2 separate regions of the Lactuca sativa genome follow, and region 1 is linked to region 2. Evidence: chromatin contacts called from public Hi-C data. All regions are on one chromosome and are shown on one strand. Each heading gives the region's core, a stretch centred on a gene start, on an enhancer-like site or on the middle of the called end of the contact. The rest is flanking DNA. Distances are from core to core; before and after follow the strand shown.

What was found. Hi-C and Micro-C count contacts between places; a contact is called where the count stands out from the background.
Region 1: a Hi-C map of leaf shows a contact between it and region 2, with 10 times the contacts expected there. The contact joins the promoter of LOC111894705 here to the promoter of LOC111889165 in region 2. A contact is called at or near these places in 3 of 4 Hi-C or Micro-C datasets (leaf and seed).

What each region holds. Positions count from the first base shown.
Region 1 is chr4:254,416,436-254,419,880 of Lsat_Salinas_v11, forward strand. LOC111894705 (low-temperature-induced cysteine proteinase) reads left to right here and starts at 1,880. Exons shown (of 5, transcript XM_023890797.3): 1 at 1,880-2,443; 2 at 3,059-3,294; 3 at 3,408-3,445. The coding sequence starts at 1,957.
Region 2 is chr4:254,088,847-254,092,680 of Lsat_Salinas_v11, forward strand. LOC111889165 reads left to right here and starts at 1,325. Exons shown (of 1, transcript XM_023885307.3): 1 at 1,325-2,282. The coding sequence starts at 1,443. The coding sequence ends at 1,931. It overlaps LOC111889159, which reads right to left and starts at 3,827. Exons shown (of 1, transcript XM_023885301.3): 1 at 3,010-3,827. The coding sequence starts at 3,763. The coding sequence ends at 3,221.

The DNA.
Region 1 (3,445 bases), core at 630-3,129, 330 kb after region 2:
GACATTCCTTCTGTCGGGTCAATCAAGAAATTCACATGTGCCTCTTTCTTAGCGGAAACTCTTGCACGCTTAAATATATCGAACAAAACATCTCTGACCATATCGTACCTGTATTTGAACTCTGAGAGTTCTTTACAGTGAACTGCATGCTCTCTAAAGGAGTCCAAACATGCATTGTGACACACCGGACATATCTCGTCAGCTGAGAATATTGGAATCATGAGTCGATATTTGAGGATAGTACGATAATCCACAAGAGACATATGTTGGCCAAGCCCATCTATAGGGATAGCAAGAAGAAAATCTTGGGCATGTGGTGCACGTAAGCATTGGAAAACCGCTTTCTGACGGGCCATCATGTCGAGATGAACTTCCATATCTTGGACAATTTTACGAAAAATGGCACTTGCCAGCGTACTATGGGATTTAGGGGGGGGGGGGGCGGTATCTTTAATAGTAAAACTGCTAAGGTCAGAATCTGGAATCTTGTTACGAAGAGTAGCCAAGGCACCATCATAATCAGAATCCATACCATATATGTCGCTATCCCGTAAGATGTGGTCTTGCAATACCTAAGTTTGGGCCCTTGAGGCAACAAAAGCATATGAAGTAGCCTCTACTGCCGAATATAAACCCAAACCACCAAACCTGATGGGTAAGGAAGCAATGTGCCATTGTATGTCACCAAAGAAAGGGCCACCACAGACCACAATGTCCTCAATGGCCCCGCGCAACCCATTGTCAAAGAATATTGCCTCCTCCATGTGAACGGGTTGACACGTCCTCAGCTCAAAGAAAAGCTTAGCAATACCCATACAAGACCGAAGCAGAAGGAGCTCACTCTGAGGGTCAAACAATTGAGGAAGAAGGCGCATCAAATTCATAGCGTTTTCGGCTCTTTTTATGGCTAAGCTGCTAATGAAACTAGCATCTCTACTAACAGCTCCCCCCCAAGAAGTTTCACCCCCAAATGTGGCCTCCCGATGTCAGTTGGGAATAGCCCCTCATGTAGCTTCCTACCGTCGCACGAGAGCCAAAAGAGCTCGTTTTTCTTGATATTTAGTTGAAGGCCCAATTTTGGGCCAATCACCGTAATGATGTCCAACACTTTGGCCACCTCCTTCGAATCTCCAATAAGTGTGCCATCATCAAGGTACCATGCATGGAGAAGAAGCTTGCAATTGTTGCTAATATTATGCAAGAACGGGTGTAACACAAGAGCAAAGAGAAGTGGTCCCAAGGGGTCTCCTTGCTGAACCCCAGTAGTGGACCAAATATGCGTGTTGTCTAGATACAACCTTACTGCTTGACCATAGAGGAATTCTACCCACAAGGATATAGAGGGACATCTCAATCCGACCTCATGAAGCAATGTTCATCAAATATCATATATACGTTTTTAAAAATTTGGAATAATTTTCCTTTTTTTTTTTCCATCTGAAATTAAAAATCCAAAATACAAAATATATTTCTGCTTATTAAAGAATACATATACATATGTGATCTGAAATATCTTATTCGTACCAAACAAAATTAATTTGATCTGAAATACCTTATTAATGTACAATTCAACCATTAATAGTGATTACAAACGTGAAGCAAGCGACATGTGCGACTTGTTGGGCCTAACTTTTTGGATTTTCCACCAATCGCATCTTCTCCAGCAAACTATTCACACTTCACTCCTCGAGATTTTTTTTAAAACAAAAAAATCTTCTAGTAGATAATGTTTATACAAATACTTGAAATACGTATAAATTCATCTTTCGAAAATATCAAATAATTTGATACCACTTTTCATCTATCCACTCGTTATATAATTCTATTTAAAATTAAAATTCGAATTAAGTATTCCAATCCCCATCTCCTTTTCCCATTATAAAACCAAACGCCCTATCCCCACCATTCCCACTCCATTATTCTCTTCTCTCTATCTCATCTCCTCCGCCTGCAACCATGAAGGTCGTATCCATGGCTATCCTCTTCCTTTTCGCCCTCTTCGCCGTCTCCTCCGCCCTCGACATGTCGATCATCGGCTACGACGCCACACATATGACCTCCGGCGATTCCTCTTCCACCAACTGGCGTACTGACGATGAAGTCAATGCTATGTACGAGTCATGGCTCGTGAAACACGGTAAAACCTACAACGCTCTTGGGGAAAAGGACAGGAGGTTTCAGATCTTCAAGGATAACCTCAAGTTCATCGACGAACACAACTCCGGCGACCATTCCTATAAGGTTGGACTTAACAAGTTCGCCGATCTGACAAACGAAGAGTACCGGAAAACCTACACCGGAATCAAGACGATCGACGCTAAGAAGAAGGTTTCCAAGGCTAAGAGCGACCGGTACGCCGCCAGCCCCGCCGATGACTTGCCGGAATCGATTGATTGGAGAGCAAAAGGCGCCGTTTCGCAGGTCAAAGATCAAGGAAGCTGCGGTGAGTTATTTCCTTTCCATAAATAATTTGAAAAAGTATCGGTAACATAATCGCAATCACGAACAAAAAAGTATATGCATCATGAATCATGACTGACGTATATAACTCATATTGACGAAAATAACCCTGTATCAGTGAAGGGTATTTAGGTAATTAGCATAGTAGTTAGGCGTCCTTTACTCGAATCAGTTTTGTTCATAGTCAAAATTATAGGGTGTGTCGTCGTAGTTTATCGATGATTTGGATAATGGGTAAACGAAGAAGGACAATAACGTAATTTACTTTTGTTATTAATAATCTAAAAAATACAATCATAGATCTTATCAAACCTATGCATACTCTCTTTTTTAAAGAAATTCAGTGGCTACCTATTATCAACGTTCATGAACCACAACCAACCACATCATTCATTAAAAAAAGTAGTTTCTTTTTCTTTTATATAACTTCTAATCAAGCCAATCCAATATTTGGCTCTTTAGTGAAAGAAATTCAATTAATGTATTTAGTGAATTTTGTTTATAATTAACTATTAAATAGTTTTTAACAAAAAGTAATATATACAATATAATTGCTATTTCTTGCATTTAACACTTTGATGTTCATGTTTTCTTGTAGGGAGTTGTTGGGCGTTTTCAACCACAGGATCAGTGGAAGGGATCAACCAGATCGTGACAGGCGATTTGATTTCCATCTCAGAACAAGAGCTTGTGGACTGTGATACTTCTTACAATGAAGGATGCAATGGAGGTCTCATGGACTACGCATTCCAATTCATTATCAAAAATGGTGGAATTGACACCGAAGAAGACTACCCCTACACAGGAAGAGATGGGAAATGTGACACCTATAGGGTTCGTTCATACCCAATAATAACTTTCACCATTTGTTACTTTTAAGTTAATCCGGATTCACTTTACTTTATTTAACTTTGGTGTTTTTTGTTATGTAATTTTGGTTTATACAGAAGAACGCAAAGGTTGTTTCCATTGATGGTTATGAAGA
Region 2 (3,834 bases), core at 75-2,574:
AGGTTTCATCAATGGAATCCTAAACTCAAAATTGATGCAAGAGGTGAAAAAGTATGTTGGATTAAAAGGCCATACCAGGAATCATCAAGAACAATTCTCAAAATCTTCATTGTACGTTTGGAACCTTTATAAGCTCCTCCAAACTACAACTAAGTTTATTCTCCACCGTCTCTGTTTTCCTCCACTCTTTTGATTATAATTCTTCAACAACCCACATGGAATCCATTTGTTCCTCCCATCGTCGCCTCCGCCTTCGCCTCCACCACCGCCATCAGATCTACATAAAAATTCAACAAATATCTCATTTGTATCACGCAGATCAAACCTAAACCTCGATGTGGATTTCGTTGGGCCTCTATAAGTAAGAGATGATTCATCAAATTGGCTTGATTTCAAACCTTCCTCCTCGTATGAATAACAATGTTTTTGACCGAATAAGTAAGAGAGAATGTAGATTCAGCAACTTTATCATCGAGTAAAAAAAATGGCTACAAAGTTTTTGTATTTGGTGGGTGAGGACATAATATGATTTGGATTTTATGTTTATTCTTTTAGTGAAATAAAGACCGAAACCGGTAATTACAAGGGACATTTTTTCAGATAAATTCGGACTTCATTCCGTTTTTTCACAAAAAAATATAAAAAATAGTTGGATGATTTAAAAGGTGTGACATATCGTAAAAACCGGTTTGAACCGGCCGGTCGAACCGGTTGGACCGAGAACTGGGAGAAGGAGCGGTTCAACTATAACCGGTTTTACATTGATTTCTGAATCGGATTGAACCAACCGGTTTTTAGAAAAAACCGGTTGAACCGGTCAAAATAAACCGGTTGAACCGGTTAAATCGAATAAAAACACATGAAAAATAATTATTTACATAATAAACTTTGGTGATTTTTTTCAAATCTATTTAGTTTTTTTTTTAAATAAAAACATATGGTAAATGTTATAAATTCATTTGATGTGTTTGCATTCATCAAAAATTATATTTCGTTTCGATATTATACTTTATTTTTCATTTTGACGTATACGGATTGATGTAAAACACTAAAACTTATGGTTATGTGTTATTTTAATATATTTGGATTCATCTACAATTTATTTTTATGTGTATTTTTAATGTTTGAACTTGTAAACATCAAATTCATAATTTCTATATGTATTTATACGTAGGAAAATAAAATAAAAAAACATGAAAAATATAGAAACCAGCTCACCCGACAGTCGAACCAGTTAAACCGGTTGAACCAAAAACCAACCACCATACCGGTTCGACTAAAAAATCGGTTTTTAAAACATTGTGTATCATCGTGATCATGGAAAATAACACCTTTCTTATTCTCCCCCTTCAAATTAATAAACAAAAAAACACCCTGTAATCTTGCTTTCGCCACCATTATATCATCGTACATCCATTCAATTTCCAGTTTTCATCAACACCATGACTTCTATGTTACAGAGGGAGAGATCTCTCCCTGTTTCTCAATCTTACAACACCTCTTCAAACGATCCATCTTCGGTGGTTGCCGGCATCCGCCGGAGACTCTCCTCCATGTCCTTACGGATCCAGCCCTCTTCCATCTCCGGCACCACCTCAGCTGCAACCGCATGGGCGATGCGCCGCTCCAAATCCGTTTCATCAATGGGGGAATCCACGTCTACCTCAGTCAGAAACTGGTGGGATCGGGGATGGGGATGGATCCTCTCGAGGAAACCCATATTCGCACAGGATCTGGAGTTTAATCAAGAGGAAACCTCCGTTCTCAGATCCCATGATAAAGGAAGCTGGAGACACGTCTTCTTCAAGGTTAAATCCGAGATCCGGAGACTCGTCAGATCTGATAATGTCGGCCTCCCTCAGACAGTTCGCTACAACTCCCATAGTTACGCTCACAATTTCGACGATGGCAGCAGTAAATTCCGAAGCTGATCAAGTTGGTCTCTGATCTGAGCTATACCCAAATTCAAAGATCATACAGTTACTCCGATTATGTTGTATCATATTAATATTTTTTTTTGTTTAGATCATTTACAAGGTAAGATAAGTAAATGAATGATGATGTCGGCGATGGTGGATCCAACTCCGGTGGAAGGGAATGAAATATGAATGATTATGTCAGTTCCGGTGGTGTACTGTTTTCCGATATGGCTGGATGTCGTTGGAATAGAAGACGCAAAGTAAAGTGGGCAAGGTCGTAATTTAATTTTGTAAAATTTGTTCATTGTAATTTTCAATTATTCTTAATTTGTTATATATCAAACTATTTATTGTGTTGTTTCCTTTTTTTTAGCTTAATTATTGAAATATATAATAATTGAGTTGCTAGACTTTTAGAAAAACTACAACTATTTGTTTATGCATATTAAAGTTTTTTTTTTTTTTTCTTTCTCCAAGTATTTTATAGATAAATGCTATTTCGCCGACTAAAAGAAAGTGTTAACATAAAAATAAGAGAAATAAAATATCCGTCTATTTTTTATTCCTACAAATTCTCCTACCCAATTAAATAGTGACATATATAACATTTAATACTGATTTAATGATATTTTAAAATATTAATATGACATATGTTATTATTTAAATTGATAGAAGGATTTATAGAAACAAAAGTAAAAGAATATTTAATTTCTCTAAAAATAATGTTGTATGGTATAGAATATATCAAGGTTTTAAAAAGCTCGTCATGGCTCCGCCATGGTGCGCCACGACTCCAAGGCTTGCAGCTGCCGCCAAGCTTTGCCAAAACGCCGCCTTAACTCATATATGTGTATAAAAATGAATAATAGTTGAAAATACATATAAAAATATTAATTATAAAAAAATTGCCGCCTTAAGTTACGCCTTACAAACGCCATGACTCGCCAAGGCTCAGAAAAGCTTGAGGTTTGACATTGCCGCCAAGTCACGCCTTATGTTATTTAGAACCTTGGAATATATAGTATTAAACTAATGCATTTGATCAGGCTGCCAAATGGATTAACAAGAAATTGCCTTTTAAGATAGAAGATTATTGTAGATAATAACTATTTTATTAAGATACTAATGCAATTACATACAATCATAAAAAGAAAGATTATTAATCGAATAAAATGATGAAACATTATGTATAACATCTTTCGGCTGGAATTCAATATATAGATTAAAAAATCACTCAAGAAACATTATCCTCGTGTATATGTGTGTGAAGTTTAGATAATGATTAGTTAGAATGTTCACTTTTAGGGGATCCACTTTCCATACTTTTGTGAACCAAGCTCCCCCTTATGTTGCATGTAATGTTCATCAACATCCAAATGGATACCAGGATCATTGGTAGAGTAACTACCACCAAGCTCCCCCTTATGTTGCATGTAATGTTCATCAACATCCAAATGGATACCAGGATCATTGGTAGAGTAACTACCACCAACCATGATAGAATTGTTGACACCTTGGAAGTTGCCATTAAGGTAGGTTGTCAATGGGGTAAAAGACTCATCATTATGTTGTGTTGTACCTAATTTATGATTCTCCATACTCATCAAGTCAAGCTCTCCTCTCATAGTAGCTCCCTCGTTGCTTCCAGCCATCGTTATGATCCCAAAACCACCATTGGCATCCTCCTCCTCTTTGTCATGATCATGGATGTTGCTTGCACCTTCTCTCTCATTGGGTTTCTTATGGAGATGAGCAAGGCGACGTGTGAGTGCATTCATCATGTCTCGAATCTCACGATCGAGTTGTTGCTTTTGTTGTTTTTCTCCTGACTCGGGAGCTCCCATGAATGATTTCTAATTAACTAGGTTGAGTGTTTAAGAAAATAAAAAACATAGATGATGTTATCTTGAATGTA